2 separate regions of the Rattus norvegicus genome follow, and region 2 is linked to region 1. Evidence: chromatin contacts called from public Hi-C data. All regions are on one chromosome and are shown on one strand. Each heading gives the region's core, a stretch centred on a gene start, on an enhancer-like site or on the middle of the called end of the contact. The rest is flanking DNA. Distances are from core to core; before and after follow the strand shown.

Region 1 (4,837 bases), core at 797-3,296:
AGGCTAAGTCAGATCCACTGGCTACTATTCACCAAGTACTCTTGGCTTCACTCAGTACCCGTAACTGTTGGCCACAAGGATTTTAATTCCATTGTGATTTAATGCTACGTCAATAATTCTTAAATCAGATGTTATGACTCAAACTGTTCTAGATGTCAATCAGAATACATGAGGTGCTTGTTGAAATTTCCAAGTTTTTATGACCCAGGACAAAAATTGCACCAAGGGCATGATTGGTAATATACATAGGGGCATAAAAGGAAAAAGAACCCCCAAGAATAAGAACAAACATGTGGGCTAGGAAATGATATTCAAATGTTCTTATGTAGGCATTCCTCAATGCTATATACAAGTAATCTAGATAGCTTTCATCTTCTTCCTTATTCGTATATCATGGACTTTTTTTCCTCACCTGATCTCTTCCATGTAGCCCCGATTGGGAAAAGACTCCAGTCTTTTACTATTAAATTTTTCTTTCAGTGCACTAGTATTTAAAAAATACTTATTACATCTTACTTACCTGAGGAGAAAGTATGCATGATTCAGTACTAGGAGTGAAATGGAAAAATATAGATACCTAAAACACCAGACCAGTAGTCGTGATGCTTTTTTGGTCATTTATATCGCACCACCCACCTTCTCTGGAGATCTCACAGGTCCTATCACATACATGTTCTATTACATGTAGCCTTGCTTGGTGGAAAACTCTGGTTTCTCTGTCTACTAGCTTATTTCATAGAGTAATCTTAATGTTGTCCACACCACCTCCTGCCACATTAGCACAGTGAAATCTCCAAGGTGGGAAACATTCTATACTCCTAGTATAGGACATTTTGGATTGCATGCAATATAGAATGGGTACACTGAAAAATGCCCTCCCTTCCCTGAAAAAATTGTGAATATTCAAAATTTCAAAACTTTCCCCAGAAAATATATGAACATTCATAATCTTCCCCTTAAGGTGAAATAGGAATGTCTGTTCTAAGCTGTTTTTCCTGTGCAGTGGCTTGCTGTCCTTTTTGTAATAAATGTTCACCTTGTACTGGTTTATATCTGATTTACATCTCATATAAGGCAAAGAATCCACAAAGGCAGTCACAAGGGTATTTGCTTCAGAGATCTTGCCCTTCTTTAAATTTTGTATTCTGTGAGGTTCCCATGTCCATGAATACAGTAATGAATACGGTAATAAATTTGTATGCCCTTTTTCTCTAAGATGTCTATTGTCAGTAAGATTTCAACAGATAACCAAGCCTTCAGAGGGAAATGTGACTTTCCTTCAGTTAGGATTGGAAATGATGCGTAGAGGTTTTTAAAGAAAAGAAATCCTCTTTTCAATTCTAAAGTCGAGTTTTGTGTACTGTCTATTTGCAGTATTTTCTCACTGGACAACTCACTGCCTTCAAACTCCAATAGAGTGTAAATGTTTATGCCCTGAAGTAATCCAGGCACTGAGTGGTGCAGCTCAGAGAGGATGGATGGCTGCTCTAACTGCCCTTATTTGAAGTACTGTGTTGGGTCACTAGGGCCTTCCTTAAACCACACACTGGGAACTCTATCATCAGGTAGAGAATCTGGAGGAAAATACTGCTAGCTGGCCTTGCACTCCAGCAGATGCTATGCAGTAGCTTTCTTCCCTTGTTTTATCTTCTTTTAGCAACAGGGCATAACCTGAAGCAGCCTGGCATTCATGTTGTTGCTGTCGTTGTTGTTGTTGTTGTTGTTGTTGTTGTTGTTGTAATCTCTTTTGTTTTCTTCCCTAACATTTGCAAACAAAAGGAACAATTGCTATACTCTGAATTTTCAGGCTTCTAATTGTTCAAACTATTTGTTGCACTGTAAACCCTCTTCAGCAGTCAGATGAAAAGGGGTGCTCGGAAAGAAAGCTACAATCTTGGGTTTTGATCTCAGAGGCAGTTGATTGCCCCCAAACAACAAGGCATTCTCCTGTGATCTCGAATTTGCATTGCAAATTCAGAATGGGAAGAATGAACAGTCAGTTAGAAGCACTGCACAGCTGAGTCTGGGGTTCATCAGCAGTGGGGTGAAGGATTGCTCATTCCTCACATCCTCCAATCTAGACATGAGCTTGACATGCTGTAGGATTTCTTCCACCCAGAGTTTTCAAATACAGAGTGAGCATGGAACTAGCTAGAGCTCTGCAGTCTGTATACTGTCGGAGAGGCTACTCCAGAGAGTTCCAGAACATTTGGTAAAATGGGAATGCGAGCAGCATAATTCTAATCTTATTTTTCAAAAAGGAAATGAAAACCAAAACAAAAAAGTACTCAGTAGTGAAAGAATGAACACACATATTGACAACAGTCAGATTATAGAGGAGATGGAACTCTGACCCCAGCTAGTAGCAACCAGAGACAGACATCGACCTACAATGCACATTACCCAGCTCAGAAGCCAGCCTGATAACATTTTAGTCAGACTTCTAAAGGCTAAACAACCTTCTCTACCAAAATCCAGAAAGACAAAACAACCCCTGTAATACTGACTTCCCTAATTTTTTTGTTGGGCCTCCTCTTTAAACCTGGAATGCCTGTTTACATTCTACAACATGGCAGATTAGGAAGGAGAACATCAGAAATTAAGAACTGGTATTACCTTCAAAGGCCCACTTTTAGTGATCTCCTTCCATCATCTAGGCCCTCTATCCCAAAGGTGAGAGCACTTCCTGCTCTTTCAGAGCAACTGAGTTCAGAACCTAGCTCCCTTAACCATCCATAACTCCAAAGACCTCCAGTGGCCTCTGCAGGCATTTGAACTCATGTGACACACACACACACACACACACACACACACACACACACATACATACATACATACATACATACATACATACACACACTCAAATAAAAATAAATTGTTGGGGAAAAAAAGTGCCACCAGCTGGATTAATGAAGGAAACCTGAAACAAATTCCTTTTTTTCTACAAAAGAAAAGAAAAAAAAAGTCCCTTTCTTCTGTCTGCCTATTATGCTGCAAAAATACACACAATGATTGCTAAGTCCTTTGGTACAAGAATCTCATTAAATACCCTTTGCATGTTTTCATTTGGCTAGCATTTATATAATTACAAAGTTGGGTCCCAACACTTCCCTGGATAATTGATAGATCCCCTAATCTTCTCTGGTCTTCAGGTTCCTCCTCCAGTAAATAGAAATAATGTTTTTAACCCTAAAAAATGTTAATGAACTAGAAAAATCAAAGCAGTGCAGTCACACATCATTTTAAAGCACAAGCACAATCGACCAGAATATGTACCCAAAAACATGCTTCTCTGACTAAATTATCTCTGACATAAACAATTAAAGAGAAGATTTATTTTGGCTTATGGTTTGGCTCCATCATGTATTAAACGTATTGTGGAATAGTTTGGTCCTCACCAGTTGGAGAAAGTGGTAGAGTCTGCTTACAACTTGACAAAGCCAGACTAAAAAAACAGACAGCAGAGCAGGAGCCAGGGGCTGGGTATAACCTTCAAAGATTCCCCCAGTAACCTACTTCCAACCAGCTGTGCACACAGCTCCCCATGTAGCACTACCAACTGGGAACCAATTATTCAGAGCACAATCCTATAGGAGACAGTTAAGATTCAAGCTTTAACATGATACTCCTCATCCCCAAAAGATCACAGCCATCTCATAATATAAAGCATAGTCTTATTTCAGGGATCTCCATGCTCCTAACAATTACAATATCCTTTACATTTCTGAGGTCAAAATTTCTACTAAGACTTAAAAGACTGCCTCTTATTTACCAACCCATGTAAAATTAAAGAAGAAAGTTACCTACTTCTAATCTACAGTAGCACAGACTAAGCATTCCCATTCCAAAATGAAGGAATTGACACGTAGGAAGGAGAGAGAACCAAAATGCAAACAGTCAATTTTGAATCTTTCTTGGATCATGGCTACAATGGTATCTGAGTGCATGGGTGGCCAAACCTAGTAAAACACTTCCTAAGCAGACATTTTCTAATCTCTTACATTAAACTTTAAATTTCATGCTCATTCTCCATGTTATAATACATAGGCAAAGCATATAGATGCCCTTTGCAAGAACATTACCCAGTGGCATCTGGTTCAAATGATATGGGTACCTTTGAGAATCATAGAGCTTTCTTGGGGGAAATAGCACCCCAGGACCTTGGTGTCCATAAAAGCTGCACTGAGCCAGCTTGTTCTTGTCACTCAAGTTCAAACAATGACAGTTTACTGAGTGAGTTTCAGAGAGAATATTAGTATAGAGTCATAGGTGGCAGTTCAAGATGGAAAGAGCTATAATGTTTGAGTTAGTCATGGAGGTCACTCACATGGTAGATAAGCAGCTGCATGGAAAAGCCACATGACTCCAGAGAAAGAGGAAGGGAAGCTCCGAGTTCTAAAAAAACTATACTTAAGCTTGGGCAGCACCTGAAACAAAGACACAGAAAAGAAAGAAAAGAAGAAAGAAAAATGACGCATCCATTCTCAGAAAATGAGTCCTCACTTCTGCATGGGAACTCATAAAGGCTGGCCAACTTAACAGAAGCTCATGGTGACTCCTAGGGCCTGCTTAGAGGGTGAGAATTTGGAGAAGGATAACATTATCTCACTAAAAGGCTTATCATGGCTTAAAAGGAATATGTCTTGCTGGCATGGTCCCACCTTCCTGAGACCTTAGCCAGTTCATTAACCTGACCAATCAGAATATTAAGTCTCCAGGTTATTAACCTGGCCAATCAGAATGTTAGGTCTCCATCCAGGCCAAACACTTCATTCTCTTAACCAAAAGGAAAATGTTTGCTCTTAAGTGGTATTTACTACTACTTGGCATTCCTCTC
Region 2 (4,837 bases), core at 1,735-4,234, 250 kb after region 1:
TCTTAAAGCTCCTAGTTGCATTACAAATGAACAGTATCATGGTTCTAACCGGCTTTGAGTCTCTTAATCTTGAGAGGATTTAATATCTCTAAACCCTTTGAGAAGTAATTCTTGAACTGTGAAAAGTAGTTGATTCACATTTCAAGTGCGACACTGCCCCCTTGTGTAGCTTGTGTTTGGTGAAAAGTCATTCACAAAAATGTAAAAATTGTTAACTCTCAGAAATAGTTCGAAGGCATCTAAGATACTAGGAAAAAACTTTGAAATCTATGAAGACCAGTATGCTTATTTCACACTCCCTTTATCAGGAAACAAACCAACATGCTCACTGAATTCACTGCCCCCACCTCAGTAAGTTCACAGTTCTTGTCACGGGAAAATTGCATGCCTGACAGACTGTTTAATTTGTTCAAGCTCATCCACCACTGGCTAGTCACAGAGCAAGGACTCTTGAATGGTATTCCGACTTCTCAAGGCCCAGGGGTATAGCTGAGTGGTAGAGTACTTGCCGAGAACTCATCTCTCAGGATGGAATGATAGACAGACTAGGACAGAAACACTGGGATTGTGGCGTCCTGAAGATCAGAGTTTGAATACCAAATCTCCACTCAAACCTTCTAGCTTTAGTTCCTTTATCCAAAAACTGGGATGAACAATTACAAAGACTCCCAAAGGGCTCTAGAGAGCAGTGCTCACTATTAGGCCCTGGACATAGTGTTCCTCGTGACAATTAACTGCCATTGTCAGCTTGACTCTTCAGACTCACCTAGGAGACATACCTTCCGGTGTGTCTGTGAGAAAAACTTCCAGAGAGTTTACTGGGGAGGAAAGCTTCACCCTAACAGTGGATTTTGAAGCTCCAGAATGAATAAAATGGGGGAAAGGAGAAAAGGAGCTGGGCACAAGCACTCATCTCTACTTCTTGATGTAGAAGTAGTGTGACTAGTGTCCTCATGCTCTGGCCTCCATAGTTAAAACACTTGACACCATGCTTCCCCCAGAGATGGGCTGTGCCTTCAAGCTGTGAGGCAAAACAATCCCTTCCTTGAAATACAAGAAAAATGACTGCTATAAACCAAAATATAGTAACATGCTAACTGAAATATAACTATAAAAACATATCAGAACCTTATTCGAGTCATAACTGTAGTTTTAGCTATCTGGATGAAGACATTTACAATAAGGAAAATGGCAATAAACTGCAGCATTTCAACAGTACAGTAACACTCTGTCTCCTGAGACAAATAAGTCTAAACAGAAAACACTGTACAACTGAAAACATGAGTGTGTGCATGAAGCACCCAACAGCACTCTTGGGTGAGCTTCAGAGGAAAGCAACTGCTGAAGCCAGACTTAAGTTTAAAGGAATGATACACATTAAATCGGTCACCAAAATGAAGGATGAACCCCAAAGTCAAAAGCTGAGGATAAATGGGAGTGTGTTTAATGAAACATCACCCCTCTCATGAAACCTCTCTCTACCTCCCTCTGTATCTCCTGGGCAATTCCAAATTCCAGTGACCCAGAAAGTATTGGCTCACAATATAAATTACTCCCATGGCGATCCTGATAACGGAATGGACAAAGCTTATGAGATACTAAACAAGAAACTATCGCCTGGGTTAAAGGCAATGGTTTAAGATAATTACTATTTGTCATGAAAATGACTAGTATTGATCACTCTCTGTTCAGCTACGGTAATCCACCCACCAGATATTCTGAAATGTAGCAAGGTTCTCTGTTCTGTTTTCTTGTGGTCTGATACACCAGTGAAGTCTTGAAACCCCAAAGGACACCAATGTAAGTGAGTGGACTTCCTTTTAATGAGTTACTAGAGCAGATGGACATCAGCACACTTTAACATTTGAATTTAGAAAGCACACACCTTTTTGGTAAGAAGCACTGAACAGTGAGCTTCAAATATTGACTGAACACTTCGTATAAGCCCCGCCCCCCAAAGAGTTCCAAACATTGGAAAGGTACATTAGTGGAGTCAACATGAGAAGAAAGGCTGAGAGGCAGGAAGGAAGTACACCACTGCTGTTGAGGAAGTTCTCACCGCTGAAAACCTCGGGTCACGGTCTAATGGAATTTTAAGATAATTAACCATGAGCAAGTAATCTCAAGCTCTTGGCTCAACCCCACAATTAGACCATACTTGCATCCAGAACAGTACAATAAAAGGACTTTCAAAAGCAGAGTCCCAGCTACATAAATACAAGAGCTCACCATGAAACACACGGTTGTCTACTAGAAAATGCCTGCGGTACTGCACACAGTTCCTCTTCTCGCCGTTCCAGTAGCTCATTGCCGGAGGATCTCTGGCACAGCATCAAAATGAAGTTACCCTGTCAGGAGAGACAGAATGAGACAGGAATGAAGAAAGCGGCAGCCACACGCTCACACAGGCAGCACAATGGCCCGTGTTGCCTGGCATTAGGGACAACACACGGAGCTACAATTTGGACCAAGACTCCTCTAGCCCATAACAAATTTCCCACAAAAGTTCCAAGAACCTGAATGCTATTTTTTTCCCATGCTAAAACAGTAACTTTTTCCAACAGCACCATTCTGGACTCGGTTACTGCTTTCTGCTGAGGAAATAAAGCTACCATTAAGCATGTTTCAGGACTGGTTTTTGTGCTCCAGGCTGCACTTGGATTTCATCAGGACCAAACCAGTCAATCCTGATAGATTTCCATAGGTTTCACTAGCAGGTGAGCTCTCATTCTCAACTCCTGAATTTTCTGTTGGGTGGGTTATGTAACCAACTCACAAAATGTTAGAAATTATTGCAAAGTTCAAGTGGGTGCAGATAGGCCAAACCATAACAAAGTGTGTTTGCCTTCTGTTCCTTCATTGCAGCTATTTATTTAGGGGCCCTAATCCTTGGATCCATCCAGGCTTACAGATGTAACCAGAGCTGGCCAGGCCTCCAGCACAATGCTCTCACAGAACCCCCAGAGACTCCTGTCTCTGCAGAGACCAAACACTTGAAAAGCAGAGATCTGAGCTGATGAATTAAACTGCAAATCCAGTGTGCGTGACCCTGGACAAGGCCCCCTTTGTTCACAAGATTTGCCTAGTGACTTTTCAGAATTCCAGCCTCCTTTCTGGTCACATAACAAAGTTAGAAAACAATAACAGCAGCAGAATAAAAGGGGGGAAAAAAGCAAGGCTGGCAAGAAGGAAAACCCACAGGTGGGAAACAGTTTTGTCATCTGCCCTATTGTAACAGTCTAGAGGTTTGTAAATGTACCCCAGGACCGAGCAAGTGGCTTGGTGAAAAAGGTAAGTCATCACAGTGTTGTCTGTCACTGGGACAGCTAGTGGAGGCTCCAGGAGCTTTGGTAAGTTTCTCCTTAAGCTTCCACACAGGGGACCTTATCTAAGTTCAGCCTACTTGCTGCTCCACTCAAGCCTGATGCCCTCCCCCTCATTTTACTTCATCCCTGCCAGCTTAGAATGATGTTGTCCCCCAGAGCCAACATTTCATGCTATAAAGATGCCCCTTTCCCAAGTATTTTTAGATATAGAAATAATGCAGTGTGACTTATAAGTGAAACATGTGCTTAAAAGAGTGTAGTACCCTGAATTTAATAACCAGCCACACAGGTACGTTAGTACAAAACAACTAAACATGATATTTTTTTTTCAAAACTGCAGAACTGAAATCCACCCGGTTTCTTTCCTGTTTTAGTATCCTTTTTCCTCATTGCATATCTCTCCTAGAATAATTAACTTTAATATTCACCATTCCAGCATTTTACCTAAATACCTAATATTGAAGTCCTCTATATTATTGAGGGCACTACCTTTTCCAAGAAAATATTTTTTAATAATTAACAGTAGTATCCCTGACTTACAAAAGGTGTTCATGTCACTTATAGTACAAAGGTGCTAATGTACATGGAATTAAAAAGAAGACCATCCCCAATGGAGAGATAAAGACTCCAACCCACCCACAAAACTTTTGACCCAAAATGGAGCAGAGATGGAGGGAGTGGCCAACCAATGGCTGAACCAACTTGACACCCATCCCATGGGCAAGCACCAATCCCTGGCACCTTTACTCTTGTAGACAGAAGCCTAGCACGGCTGTCTTCTGAGAGGCTCCACCGAGCTGCTGACTGAAACAGATGATGAGACCCACAGCCAAACACCGAATGAAGCTTGGAGAATTTTATGGAAGAGTTGTGGGAAGGATTATGGACCCCAGAGGGGATGGGAACGCTACAGGAAGACAGAGTCAACTAATCTGAACCCTTGGGGGCTCCAGGGACTAAACCACCAACCAAAGAGCCTATGCGGGCTGGACCTAGGCCCCCTGCACATATGTAGCAGATATGCATGCCACTTGTCTTCATGTGGGTCCTCCAACAACTGGCTGTCCCTAAAGCCTGCCTGTGGATTTCGTTTCACTAACAGGAAGGGCTGCCTTGTCTGGCCTCAGGGGGAGAGGATTTGCCTAGCTCTGAAGAGACTTGATGTGCCAGAGTGGGGGAGATACGGAGCGGTGGGGGAGGGGCAGGGGTTCCACCCTCTCGGGGAAGAAAGAAAGAGGGGTGGGAGGGAGCTTGTGTGAAGCGGGCACTTGGAGGAGGAGGGGCAGTGATGGGGACGTAAAGCGAATTAAAAAAAAAAAGACCCTATCTATATTCATGCTTATTTTCCCTTGCTAATTCAATTTTGTGGTTTTATTTGTTATTATCAGATTTTGCACACTATGCTCATTGCTGATTCAAGGAAGAAGGTTGTAAAAGAGTAAGGAAACCCTAAGATGTTTATAGTGAGCAAAGCAGGTCCTCATGCAGCCTTCTCATCCACTCCCTATTAA

Evidence for each region. Hi-C and Micro-C count contacts between places; a contact is called where the count stands out from the background.
Region 2: a contact with region 1 is called in a Hi-C map of Schwann cells, with 4 times the contacts expected there. The contact joins two enhancer-like sites. A contact is called at or near these places in 4 of 12 Hi-C or Micro-C datasets (Schwann cells, hepatocytes, liver and 1 more).

The regions. Positions count from the first base shown.
Region 1 is chr2:150,229,910-150,234,746 of GRCr8, forward strand. No RefSeq gene overlaps it. Among named protein-coding and RNA genes, the nearest start is that of Strit1, 140 kb to the left of the region's middle. Within about 2 kb of position 2,047, at least 6 of the 93 cell types and tissues checked have an H3K27ac peak or open chromatin away from gene starts, as enhancers often do. A contact at or near this core is called in Schwann cells, where this site is marked.
Region 2 is chr2:150,481,802-150,486,638 of GRCr8, forward strand. It overlaps a transcript of Plch1 not described here. Among named protein-coding and RNA genes, the nearest start is that of C2h3orf33, 70 kb to the right of the region's middle. Within about 2 kb of position 2,985, at least 2 of the 93 cell types and tissues checked have an H3K27ac peak or open chromatin away from gene starts, as enhancers often do. A contact at or near this core is called in Schwann cells, where this site is marked.